Linked DNA regions of Mus musculus: region 2 is linked to region 1. A link is a contact called in public HiChIP or PLAC-seq data. All regions are on one chromosome and are shown on one strand. The core of a region is the stretch at or near the end of the contact, and the rest is flanking DNA. Distances in the headings are between cores, read along the strand shown.

Evidence for each region. HiChIP or PLAC-seq counts read pairs in DNA pulled down with a chosen protein or histone mark.
Region 2: an H3K27ac HiChIP or PLAC-seq map of embryonic stem cells shows a contact between it and region 1, with 2.8 times the contacts expected there. The contact joins two enhancer-like sites. A contact is called at or near these places in 1 of 39 promoter capture datasets (frontonasal cranial neural crest), 1 of 484 Hi-C or Micro-C datasets (embryonic stem cells), 2 of 115 datasets of contacts at active chromatin or transcription factors (both in embryonic stem cells) and 1 of 9 other capture datasets (embryonic stem cells).

Annotation. Positions count from the first base shown.
Region 1 is chr5:113,326,982-113,333,691 of GRCm38.p6, forward strand. No RefSeq gene overlaps it. Among named protein-coding and RNA genes, the nearest start is that of Mir7229, 5.8 kb to the left of the region's middle. Within about 2 kb of position 3,365, at least 5 of the 459 cell types and tissues checked have an H3K27ac peak or open chromatin away from gene starts, as enhancers often do. A contact at or near this core is called in embryonic stem cells, where this site is marked.
Region 2 is chr5:113,927,286-113,933,995 of GRCm38.p6, forward strand. It overlaps the pseudogene Gm22056. Among named protein-coding and RNA genes, the nearest start is that of Coro1c, 22 kb to the left of the region's middle. Within about 2 kb of position 2,891, at least 131 of the 459 cell types and tissues checked have an H3K27ac peak or open chromatin away from gene starts, as enhancers often do. A contact at or near this core is called in embryonic stem cells, where this site is marked.

The DNA.
Region 1 (6,710 bases), core at 2,115-4,614:
TCTCCTGCATGGGCTCCTGGGGGTGCTCAGCCTATTCAAGCCCAGAGCTTCAGAGCATCTAAGTTCAGTAACACATCTCACACACGGCCACCAACCACTTGGCCCTGACTAGCAGAAGGAGGATTTGTTTTGTCACGACCCACAGAGGGCTCATTGTGGGTTGGGAGGCTTGGTTGGCTAAGTGGCCTGATCCTTGGCAGCAGGAGGTGATGGGCCACACTTCTCAACTGGCTGATCTGGAACCAGGGCAGGGCTAGAACCTTCTAGGGTCCCCACTCCTGTTGTCTTGGGCCTTTGAGCGGGGACCACATCTCAAAGCTCTCATAACCTCCAAAAAAATGTGTCACCAGCTGGGGACTGGGTATTTAACACATGAGTCTACATGGGACACACCCACAATCAAGCTATAAAACAATGCATCCTTTCCTTTATTCGGTGCTGGGCACTAACCCCAGGACCTGGTGCTTTCCAGGAAAGTGCCCTATAGTACAGCCCCTTAATCCCAGTGAATTCCGGAGTGGCACAGGCTCTGCATGGCACTCAGCCATGCTTGCGATGTGTACCACAGCTTTGCCTGGTAGACACATGGCGCCAGTACTTTGCAACATTTTCAACCCTTTTATTTGCTCAGAATTAGTGAGCTCAGATCCCCCCCCCCGACATTAGCAGAACCGCCATGCACCTGCCTGCTTACTTATAATTAGCCTGTGGCACTTTCATATGCAGCTCAGCGAACAGTGGCCTATGAGCAGGCTTCAGTTCTCAGGGTGACTCCAGCCAAAAGGGCATCTGCAGACCAGGGGTACCATGGAATGAGTTCTGAGAGGACTCCCCCCAACCCCCAACCCCCAACCCCCACCCCCACCCCGCTCCCAAATAGGGTAGACCAGCCAGGGAACCAACAGACAGACAGACTCATCAGTAGCCAATAGTCTTCACATCAAAGACTCTTAAATGAAGTGTCCCACTGGGCCCCTCCCCAACAAGTTGAGAGTGACCCTGTTTGAATGTTAACTGCCTTGTCAGCCATAAGTGCTTGCTTACAAAGTCTTGGCCTTAGTGGAAAAGTACTATCTTAGTTGAGATTTCTGTGGGAAAAGTTGAGGCCTCTATGGGAAAGCACTACCCCCAGTTAAGAACAAATAGCTATAGATCTTGTGGACAGGTACCTAGCAACCCATTCTGTTCTGTTCCTCCTACTGAACTTTTTACCTAGCAAATATCCTGCTTTTGGGAACAGGTGCATTCCCCCAGAAACAAAGCAATTCTGCGTCACCCCCCTCCCCATATCCTGCTTCTATTGGGTATAAAACCTGCCTGGGAAAAATAAAGTTTGTCAGCTTGATCAGAATTTTTTGACTTGCTGTCCATTCTTTGTGTTTCTTGTCCTCCATTCTCTCCACAGGTGGTTTCTCAGACCCTGTTCGACTGTCTCACAAGTAGGGACACCAACAGTAGCTGACTTCCGTCTTCTCCTGCTCCCCTCCCCCAAAGAAATTCTTGACAAGGCCTGGCTGCAAAGGTTGACTTAAATTATCTGCTCAGGTGACTGAAGGGACCAGGTTCTGCCCTGGAACCTGGGCAGGGGGTCACTGCAGGAAGCACTGCTCTGTACTGAGAGCTAGCCAGCCCCGACCAGTGGTTCCTAAAGCAGCCTGTGGCTAGGGAATGCCTGAAGAGATGGCTGGTGTACAGGTGGTGGGGGTGAGGGATGGGGTGAGGAGGGCACTGTTTGGGGTTAGTCTCTGGACCATTTAACTCTCACTGTGAGGTCTTAAGAGAGTGGAAACCCACCAGGGCGGGTGGTTGGTCACGCCTCAATCCTGGTGACTTTTAAGAAGTTACCAAGCCTTGGGCATTCCATTAGAGTAATGGAAAATAGACTCAGAGGCCTTCACGACCTACCTTTTCCCCTCTGCTGCATTGGCAATGGCATGAGTCAGCCAGCCAAACCTGTAAATACCTTTTGGTGGCACCTTGCACGGGAAGCAACTTGCGCAGAAGCATGTGTGTGTGTGTGTGTGTGTGTGTGTGTGGCCAGCAGGTTGCCTGGAAACTGCTTCCCTCAGAAAGAAGACACAGCTTTTATTATGGTAGATGGCATACACTCTTGAAGTCCAAGAGTACCTGAGCCTTCATGATCTGTTAGCAGGAAGGGTCTCTGTGAGCACCCAGAGCCATTGCCTGACCATGACTGCTTCTCATAGAACATCCACCTGGCCTCTCCACCCCGACACCAACATGCCGTCTGCCACCCCTGCCTGGCCCACTCGCTCTTGTCACTGACTTCCACCATCAGCACTGGGGGAGTGAAGGGGTCTTGGGAGTTTTCTAGTCCTTAGACTTATATGCAGGAAGGTCTCTAGACTCAGCCATCACCTCTCCGGGCCATCTCCTCAGAGACAGTAACACACTGGAGGAGAAAAGAGACTTCCCAGGGTTAAGTGTCAGTGAGAACAGACCGGGGTGTGGTCACGCACAGGTAGCAGAGGGAATCCTGTCCTTGCAGCTCCTGGAGATCCCCCCCCCAGGGCCCCCAGAGTGACCTGCTCCAAACAGCAGAGTCCAGGGTCGGCACCTCTGGCGTGGCACTTGCAGGCCCAGGGATCTCCACTGTCCAGGTGAGCTGCTCTGCCTCCAGCTTCAGCTGCAGAGCCAATGTGTACTTTCTAGGGTCCTCGCTGCAGACGGTGCGCTTGTGCTCAGGCACTCAGGCTTAGGGACAACAAGCACAGCGGCATGCCAGCCTGGTCACCTGACACTCTAGTGACAAGTCCTTGAGACCTCATGACCTTGGTTGGGGTGTGGGACTTCTCCGTGGCACCCACCCACCAGTGCACTCAACCACTCACACACATCTCAACCTCAAGTGGCACGCAGCCAGCCATGTGCAGACGTCTAGTTACGTTGGTAAATAGGCGATTCAGAAAAAAACCAATTCCATCCCCAGGAGCATCCCAAAGAGCAAAGTACTTGGGAGTGACCCTCCCTGCCCCCCCAGCCAAGGAAGTCTGACACGCTACCAACTTTTGCTGAGGTTAAGGGCTCACAGTAAAAGAGAAGACAATGCATAATCATTAGCCAGGAACTTCCCGAGGGGTCTAAACATCAAATACAATGTTGCCGTGCTAATTCTTGGTTGCCAACTTGACTACCTCTGAAATGAACTACAATCCAGAACTTCTAAAGATCTCATGAAAAGGAATTAAAGAAAGGTCCAGGTGTGATGGTTTGTGCCTTTAATCCCAGAAGACAGAGGCAAGCAGATCTTTTGAGTTCAAGACAAGCCTGGTATAGAGCAAGTTCCAGGTAAAGAAAGACCTAAATCCCAGCATGGTAGTGCACGCCTTTAATCACAGCATTCAGGAGACAGGAGCATGCAGAGTTCAAGGTCACTCAACAAAGCAAATTCCAGGACAGACAACCTGAAGCAGTGAAGGAGTTAGAAAAACAGAAAAGAACAAGTGGGCCATGCCCCAGCCTCAGCAAGCAACAAAACTCCCGCAGCTTTGGCTACGTGACTTTGGCTTTGGCTTTAGAGTCAAGAATAGAGGGGACAGCTGGGACAATTATGCTGGTTAGCTGGAGCTAAGAAATGAGCAATGATTAAGAAGAGACCAGCATCACTGAGGTGAAATCTGGGAAGCATTTTCCGACAGCACAAAGAAGCTGTGTTCCAGAGATAGACCCTCCTCCTGGCTGCCTGCAGAAGACAGTCTCCTTCCCACTCTGTGGATCAAGAAGTAGAACTCCCAGGTCCTTCTCCAGCACCATGCCTGTGTGCACAATGCCATGCTTCCTCCTATGACGATGATGGACTGACTGAACCTCTGAAACTGTAAGCCAGCCCCAGTTAAATGCCTTGTCCAAGGTTTCCCTTCACAACAATAAAACCCTAACTAAGACAAACTTTTTCATCTAAATTCTATTGCTGGGTTGGGGGATGCTGCATAGCCTAGAGGGCACAATGCTGTGGATTCAAAACAACAGACTGTTGTCAATAGATGAACCAAACAGTAATTGTGCCACATATACACATGGAACACTATTCAGTCTTGATTTAAAAAAAAAAAAAAGCCAACCTTAATAACCATACAGATTTACAGGTAATTCAAGTTGTGTGTAGGGGGAGGAATGGGGGCAGTGTTTCTGCAGACAGAGACAGCCCAGTCTATAGAGAGCTTGCTATATACAGTGTAAGGACCCAGCTTCAAATCGGTTGAGGAAGAGACCTAAGGTCAACCCATACATGCCTCCACATGTCTGCTTACACATGTGTGCACATGAACGAGCATAAAGCTCACACACAGAGAAATCAACTAAAGTTGTCGGGTGATACCATTTGGATCCGATTACATCCCAAAGTGTTAAAGGTTTGGACCACAGTTCAGCGAGGTGGAAGGCAATGGTGAGGCTGAGAGAGAGGCATTAGAGCATGCCCTCAATGAACATTTTGCAAGATGCCAGTGTCTCTCCTCCCCGCCCCTGACCCCGTTTCACCCCATTACATGACCATGGCTTTTAGGCAACCGCAAAGCAGTGGGGCTGGCTGGCTGCCCCGCGTGCGGGCTGACACCTCCAAAACCCAGAGCCAAAATCAGCCTTTCCTCTTTTCCAGGTGATTTCTTCCTTAGGTATTTTGTTAGTGACAGAAGCCCAGCAAGCACAGAGGATTTACACAACCCAATCTAAGTGCTTCTGCCAAGCTTCACCTGCAAACACCGTAGTGGTGTACTGCGTATGGGCACACATATCAGTGGGGTTATCACAGGGCTTAGCAGTAAACTTACCTACCCGTGGCTAATTTGCGTTTTTTAAAAAAGAGATTTTGACTATTCATTAGAGGAATTGATACGTCTTTTCAACAGACAATCTCCTCGGTGGAGATGCTCGCATACAACAGACCTGAGCTGGGCCTGTACTTCACCCCATGCCTAAAAACGGAACCCGAAAGATGAAACTTTAAATGTAACACTGAAAATTAGGAAGCAAGCACAGGTAGATTTTTTTTTAAATGGCCCTCGTTTGGCAACTTATTGGGTATGACATCAAAGAAGCAAATGAAAACAATATACATTTTATATATGGCATGCTGTTGGTTTGACGAGGAGGGGCGGATGATGGGCATGTGATTATTTTATGTAGCAATTGTTTTTCTGTATATGTAAAAAAAAAATCTATACCTCAAACACGTCCCATCATTTCTAAGTGGTAGAAAAACTAATTGGCTAAGTTCCTCTGGAATTGAGTTTGTACTTAGATAATTATAACTTATCAACAACGTCACTTCCTCAATACTGAGTAAAAATAAACTCAGAATATCTGAAAACAAGAGATGAGGTGAGAAGAATGTGGGTAAAATACGTGTTCTAGTATTAAATATAAAAGTTCTTTATTCTCTGCCGGCAGGTGCCTGTGCCCCATGTGCATGCAGTACCTATACAGGCCAGGAGAGGGCGGGAGATCCTCTGCAACTGGAGTCACATGCGTGAGCTTCCATGCCGGTGCCGGGAATCGAATCCTTTACTAGCAGCCCTGTGCTCTCTGAACGAGTGAGGCATCTCCCTAGCCCCAGCTATAAATTTCTTTGTAAAACAAAAATACAGACAGCGCCATCTCTACAGCCCTGGCTTGGGTTGTTTCTATCCGTGTGCCGTCTGGGAAGACATTTGGAGACGGGGATTTGGGGACTACACCTTCCTTGTTTAATGACCGAGGACTGGGATGGATGACGGGGGTTCAAAAACCAAACAGTGGCACTGAAATTACATTTTCAGACGCACTTTTCTCGTAGGTAAGTAGGACTAATTGTTCATTTAAAAAAAAAAAAAACAAAAAAACCTTTCTGTGGGCTGGTGAGATGGCTCAGCAGATAAGGTGTCTGTGGCTAAGTATGAAAACCTGAGTTCAATTCTGCGATCCCACTTGGTGGAAGGAGAGAACAGACTCCTGTAAGTTGGCTTCTGACCTCCACCTTTGTGGTGTGGAAAACCACACTCCCACTTCACCGCCCCACCTCTACCTGTGCCTGCCTCAAAATAAGGGTGGGTGCAGCGCTCAGTGGGAGGAGCTTGCTCAGTATGCACAAGCCCCTGGGTTTACAGACACTGGAGAAAAGTGGAGTAGGGACGTGTGGGTTGTTGTTGGTGGTGGTGGTTTTGCATGATAATGGCACCCACAGGCTCCTAGGTTTGAGTGGCTGAACCCAAGTTGGGAGAACAGCTTGGAAGGATTTGGAGGTGTGGCTTTGTCGAGTCTGTATATTACTGGGAACTGAGCTTTAGGGTTCCAAAATCCCATGCCAGCCCCAGTGCCTCGACCTGCTGCCCGTGGATCGGGATGTAAAAAAAACAAAAACAAAAAAAAAAAAACACCTCTGGGCTACCGCTCTAGTGCTGTGCCTGCCTGCTTCCCTGCAGTGGTAGTCACGTCTAAACCTCTGACACTCAATGGACAATAGAGTCCCCAATTAAAGGCTTTCTTTCATAAGAGTTGTCTTGGTCATGGCGGCTCCTCACAGCAATAGTTATTGCTATGGACATAGTAAGGTATCCCCGAGGCGTTGGCAGGATGACAGGGCATCCACATGTCCAAACTCAGTAATATGTAGACATCGAATGTGCACAGTTTTCTGCATACGAAGGCTTAGAATCAATCACAAGTTTAAAAAAAGAAAGAGAAATGCAGGAGTATCTGGATACAATTGTTTA
Region 2 (6,710 bases), core at 1,641-4,140, 600 kb after region 1:
TCCTTAATTTCTGTCACAACCCAGTGACCTATGCTCTTATCTACCCTAAGTAAGGAGTCGGAGACATAAAGTCTAGAAAGCACCATTTGGCCCAGGCCACAGAGAGGTCATCAGTACCGAAATAGAGCTTTAAACCCCCAGAGATGGACTTAAGGGCCTGAATCATCTGCTTGCAGTGTTGCTGAGACCTACCGTGTGCCGGTCATTGAGATCCAACTCTCCCTCAGACTGCATGTCTATTATTTATTTATATCTATTTATTTATTTTATTTGTGAGTACATTGTAGCTGTTAGACACACCAGAAGAGGGCATTAGATCCCATTACAGATGGTTGTGAGCCACCACGTGGTTGCTGGGAATTGAACTCAGGACCTCTGGAAGAGCAGTCAGTGCTCTTAACCACTGAACCATCGTCTCTCCAGCCCTGCATGCCTGTTTTTACAAAAGTGAGAACAGAGACTCAGAGAGGTTATGTGCATCCAGGAAGTGGCAGAGCAAAACTGTAACTCAGGTCTGCCCTGCTCCCCGAAACCTCTCATGACCAAGAAAGACAGAGAGATAAGCTCCTGCATTCATTTATTAGAGTGATCTTCTTTAAGTATTCAATTCAATTCAACAAGTATTTATTGAGCACATACTATATCTGGCACGGGTAGACCATGATAACCCTGCCCCAGCTGCTACCTTCAGGGAGTTCACTGTCCTGGGAATTCTCACAGGGTGCTCACACAGAAAGGCCATCTTGGCAGAGTTTAGAGGAGGTCCTTCCAGACATGGCTTATTGGAGGAGGCAGTTCTGTGATTCTGTCTGCCTCTAGTTGGTCTACCTGTGTAAGTCATTTGTATTCTAAGCATCCCCTGAAGGGGTGACCCACATTGTCCAGTGTGACTAAAGAAACGTCATCCTTAACTAAAGATCCCAGCCAAGCCCCCATCACAGCTGCAGCTATAGAAAGTGGGCTTGTCTCAAAAAAACAAAAAAAAAGTAAGAAAGAAAGAAAGAAAGAAAGAAAGAAAGAAAGAAAGAAAGAAAGAAAGAAAGAAAGAAAGAAAGTGGGCTTGAGAACAGGGTGATCATCACACTGTCCTAGTCAGGGTTACTATCAACGTCATAAACACCACCAATGCAAGATGGGGGAGGAGAGGGCTTACGGGCTTACTTGGCTTATGCTGCCTCATCATAGTCCATCACTGAAGAAAAGTCAGGACAGGAACTCAAGCAGAGCAGGAACCTGGAGGCAGGAGCTGATGCAGAGGCCATGGAGGGTGCTGCTTACTGGCTTGTTCCCATGCTTCTCATCCTGCTTTCTTAGAGAACCCAGGACCACCAGCCTAGGGATGGCCCCGCCCATAACGGGCTGGCCCCATCCATAATAGGCAGGGCCCTTCCCCATCGATCACTAATTAAGAAAATGTACAGCAGTTGGACTTTTTTTTTTTTTAATGGATCGCTTCAGGAATTTGAGTGTCATCCTTGCATAGGGGCCATGCTAATCTTCTCTGTATCGTTCCAATTTTTTTTTTTAATATATGTGCTGCCGAAGTGAACACAACTGCAATTGGATCTTATAGAGACATTTTCTCAATTGAGGTTCCCTCCTTTCAGATGACTCTAGGCTTCTTGAGTGGGTAAACAAAGTGGACAGCCTTGGAGCCCAGAAACAAAGCCCAACAGATGGGTCACAGACTTGGGGAGCAGAGGGTAGCCACCACCCCAGCTCACCTATGGCTTTTCAGAGTGAGGATTGACTTGGCTTTTTAGAGTGAGGATTGCCTGTGGCTTCAAGGAGCCATTGAGGACTTCTGGTACCTAGAAAAGCAGCTAAGGGATGGGACTGGGGATTATGGACTGTAGCGTTAGTGGCGCAGGCCGGTAAGGCATTAGACCCCAACCTAATAACGGACTGGCTAAGACTGGACGAATTGCAGTCTCAAGGCTAGCCCGGACAATTTTTCTAAGACTGTTAGAAAAATAAGGAGGCTGCCTAGCCTGTGTGAGGCCCTGGGTTCAATCTGCCTCCTTTCCTGTCCAAAATAAATCTACTTTGCAAGCCGGGCGTGGTGGCGCACGCCTTTAATCCCAGCACTCAGGAGGCAGAGGCAGGCAGATTTCTGAGTTCGAGGCCAGCCTGGTCTACAAAGTGAGTTCCAGGACAGCCAGAGCTGTACAGAGAAACCCTGTCTCAAAAAAACCCAAAAACCCCAAAAACCCTACTTTGCATATTCATGTAGCCATAGCATGGGTGTGGGCGGGGCGGGGCGGGGCGGGGCGGGGGAGTGTTATATCACCTCTCCGTGCCTCAGTTTCTCTCTTAGAAAACGTGTCACTGGACTGGAGAGATGGCTCAGCGGTTAAGTTCAAATCCCAGCAACCATATGGTGGCTCAAAACCATCTGTAATGAGATCTGAATCTGTAATGAGATCTGATGCCCTCTTCTGGATGACAGCTACAGTGTACTTACATGTAATAAATAAGTAAATAAATCTTTAAAAAAGAAAAGAAAAGAAAACGTATCACTAATACCTGTGACCTCATCACATGGGATCAACTCAGCCAGCCATCTAGTTTGACAGATCTGTGCAGACCCCTTCCAAGTCAGGGACTCCCGTTTAGTCTGCAGGTGTGTAACACTCCTCAGGCACGGGTCCTCCTGACTCCTCAGCACGGGTCTTCCTGGCTCCTCAGGCACGGGGTCCTCCCGGCTTAGGGTCACTCCTCCTCCATAACCTACAACTGACTGTCACCAAGACTGTATTTTATGGACTATCCATGAGAAACATCAGCAGCTCCTGAGACAACAGGGCAGTGAGTTGCATCTTGGAGAGACATAGGTTTGGGAAGTTCTGTGGGCGTGGCCGGGAGCGGGTCCAGGCAGGAAGTCAGGAAGCCTCTGGCCTGACTCAGGATCTCCTCTCTGGGTTTCAAAGAAGAAAACAGAGAATTAGCACTGGGTGTGGTAGCATCCATAAAGCCAACACTAGGAAGGCTGAGGCAGGGTAATTACTATAGACTTGAAGCCAGCCTGGGTTACAACGGGGTGAGACTTTGTCCCAAATAACAACAATATAAAAACAAAACAAAAAAGGTAGGCAGAGAGATGGCCCGGCTGTTAAGATACAGGCTACCTTCCAGAGGTCCTGAATTTGATTCCCAGCATCCACACAGAGGCTCATGAATTTCTGTGACTCCAGTCCCAGGGGATCTGATGCCTGGCTGACCTCTGGTATACACACACATACACACCGGCAAAATAGCCATACACAGAAAATAATAACTAATAAACACACTGCGATACAGCCTGCAACTCCAGCACTGGGTAAGTGGAGGCAGGAAGATCAGGAGTCCAAGGTTATCCTCAGCTATGCAGCAAATTCTAGGCCAACCTGGCTACAGGAGACCTTTTCTCCAAACAGCAAACCAAACTAAATCCAGAAAAGGAAAAAAAAAAAAAAAAAAAAAAAAGCAAAAGGGAAAAAAAAAATCCCAAAACCAAAAATAGAGAATTGAGAACTCTTCAGGAAATCTGCTTGAGTTAGATATGCAGCAAGCCTTGCTTCCCAGATAAATGTGTGTGTGTGTGTGTGTGTGTGTGTGTGTGTGTGTGTGTGAACTGTGCACATGTGTGCGGGAGATCTGGGACGTTTTTTTTTTTTCGGGACGTTTTCCTAATCCCTGCCCAGCTGCTGACTTTGTTCAGTCTGGTGCCCAGCCCGCCCAGGCCCTTCTTCGGCCAGAGCTCTCCTGCCAGGCGCCACCCCAGCCTTGTGTTGTGGCAGATGTTTTCGGATATACCATGGCAACCGCAGAACAGGATGTGCCTCTGCCTCTGGACGGCAGCAGCGCCAAGCCTACGCTCCCAGGCTGCCCTGTTCTCCTGTTCAGGATCCCTCCGGGGAAGAACTGCCCAGGACCTGGTTCTGGCTTTGAGAGTGGCAGATCCTGTACTTTGGATAGGGTCTGTCAGGACGGAGGTGTGCACATCCCTGCTCAAGGCTGCTTCTCTAGTGACCCTGTGTTTGTGACTCTTGGTCCTTAAAGGTAACGAGGAGGCAGGAAGCAGAGGATCTGGTCAGTGAATGGGTGGCCCATTGTTCTCAGACCATTATAGCTTGTCCTTGAAGGATGACTTGCGTCCCAACCTGGACCAACTACTTCACATTGTACATAAGACCGCAGCTCAGAGGGGCGTACTATGTGTTCATTGTCCAGTGATTTTCTTTTTCTTTTTTCTTTTCTTTCTTTCTTTTTTTAAGGTTTATTTATTTATTTATTTATTTATTATAAGTACACACCAGAAGAGGGCATCAGATCCCATTACAGATGGTTGTGAGCCACCATGTAGTTGCTGGAATTTGAACTCGGGGCCTATGGAAGAGCAATCAGTGCTCTTAACTGCTAAGCCATCTCTCTCCAGCCCATTGTGATTTTTTTCTATGTGTGCATGTGTGTGTGTGTGTGTGTGTGTGTGTATTTTTGGGAGGTGAGACAGGGTTTTTCTATATAATCCTGGCTGTCCTGTGATATATATATATATATATATATATATATTTTTTTTTTTTTTTTTTTAAATAGGATTTCCCTATGTAGCCCAGGCTGGTTTCAAACTCATAATCCTCCTGTCTCTGTCCTCCCAGCCATACAGCACAGAGCATGTGCCTGTGTGGAGTTCTGCATGTATTATTAGCAATCCTCATATGAGCAGACATTGCTGGCCCCACCGATAGCTCTGTCTTCACTACATTTTGTGTGCACAGCTGTTTTGTTGAGACAGGGTCTTAGTATGTAGACCAGGCTAGCTTTGAATTTAGGATCACCCCCCCCCCCTCCCTGGCCTCAGTTGCCTCAGTGCCAGGATCCACATGTGTGTGCCTATTTCAACCTCGGGCCCTACTTAGATATCCAATTTCAAGAACCATAGGAAACTTGGCTCTGATACAGCACTTTGGGGCGAAGAGCCCCCTCCCTCTTTTTCTTTACCTCTTTTCTGTTTTGTTTTGTTTGAGAAAGGACTCCACTATGTAGTTTTAGCTGGCCTGGAACTCACCATATAGTCCTGGCTGACCTCAGACACATAAAGATCCACCTACCTCTGCCTCCAGAGTCCTGGAATTAAAGGCATCCACTCCTGCCCCACCCTACACCCCAATTCTGCCAGAATATACCTTTTAAAAAATTCTTGCAATGGAATCTCACTTAGCCCAGGCTGTCCTGAGTCCATAGCCAAGATGAGCGTTAGATTTCTGGTCTTCCTGCCTCCGCCTCCCAAGTGCTAGGGTCACAGGTGGGCACCACCTCTCCTGGGTCCTCAGTTCCCTCCTGTCCTTAAGTTGCTAGTTGTCAGGCCTTGTCCCGACTGTGAATCTCCCTATCAGCTTGATGCTCCCAGCCCTTTGAACTGTTCCTGGCTTTTCTACATCTTCAAGAAGGTGGGCAGAGGCATGAGAGCGTCTCAGCCTCTGGGACAAGGTGAGACAAGCTTATCTTGAAAATGTGATTTCATGTAGCTCAGGCTGGCCTTGAACTTACTCTGTAGCCAAGGATGACCTCGAATCTCTGATCCTCCTGCCTTCACCTCTTCAGGGCTCGGCTTGCAGGCACATGCTATCATATACAAGTTACTGTTTACTCCCACCCCCCATCCCCACCCCCCACCCCTGCCATGGTGCTAAGGGTTGAAGTTCAGCCTTGTACCCACTAGGAAAATTCTTGATCCTTGAGTCACATCTCAACCTTGAGAATCGGGCTTTCAGTATTAGATGCGGGTACAGGTACGTCCTCCTCCGGCTTGGGAGTGAATAAATAAGATGCTATTGAACATTTTTATCTGCTGGAACAGTTTACCAAAAAAGTAATCTCAGGCTGAAACTGGGTTCTTTACATGTCTACTTTAGGATACATAGGCAGTTTCCCCTTAAAACATACTGAATACTGTGCTGGAGAGATGGCTCAGCGGTTAAGAGCACTGATTGCTCTTCTAGAGGTCCCAAGTTCAATTCCCAGCAACCACACAGTGGATCACAACCATCTGTAACGGCATCCGATGCTGTCTTTAGGTATGTCTGAAGACAGCTACAAAGTGCTGATGTACATAAAATAAATAAATCTTTAAACACACACGCACACACACACACACACACACACACACACACACGGTGAAGACCATATGAAAGAGGCATAGCCAAGGAGCATGGGGCATGAAGTGGTGCCGACTTCGTAGGGCCTTGGTCCATCTTCCCATAACACACAAAAAGACATCAGGGGCTTTAAAGATGGCGTGGTGGCTAAGGGCACAGTTGCTTCTCTGAAGCCCTGGGTTATGTCTAGTCCTAGTACCTGCAAGGCTAATACCCAATCATCTGTAACTCCAGCTCCAGGGGATCTGATGCCCTCTTCTGGCCTCCTTGGGCATCCACACAAAGACACACATGCACTCAGATAGATGGGCAAAACACTCACATGCAAAAAGAAACAAAACAAAACAAGCAAACAAACAAAAAAACCAAAGCTCTTGCCAAGACCAGCATCCTCAGGCTTAAACAAACATGGGGTTCCTCCCTGGGACAAAAACGCTTGCACTACTGCAAGCATGATCTGGGATTGTACCCAGCCAGCCCTGCGATGGTTACTCTGCAGATAAACCTAAGGGAAAGGCAGCCGGCTGAAGGACATTCTTGCAGGGCCAGGAGCGCATAGGTGATCTGGTCTTG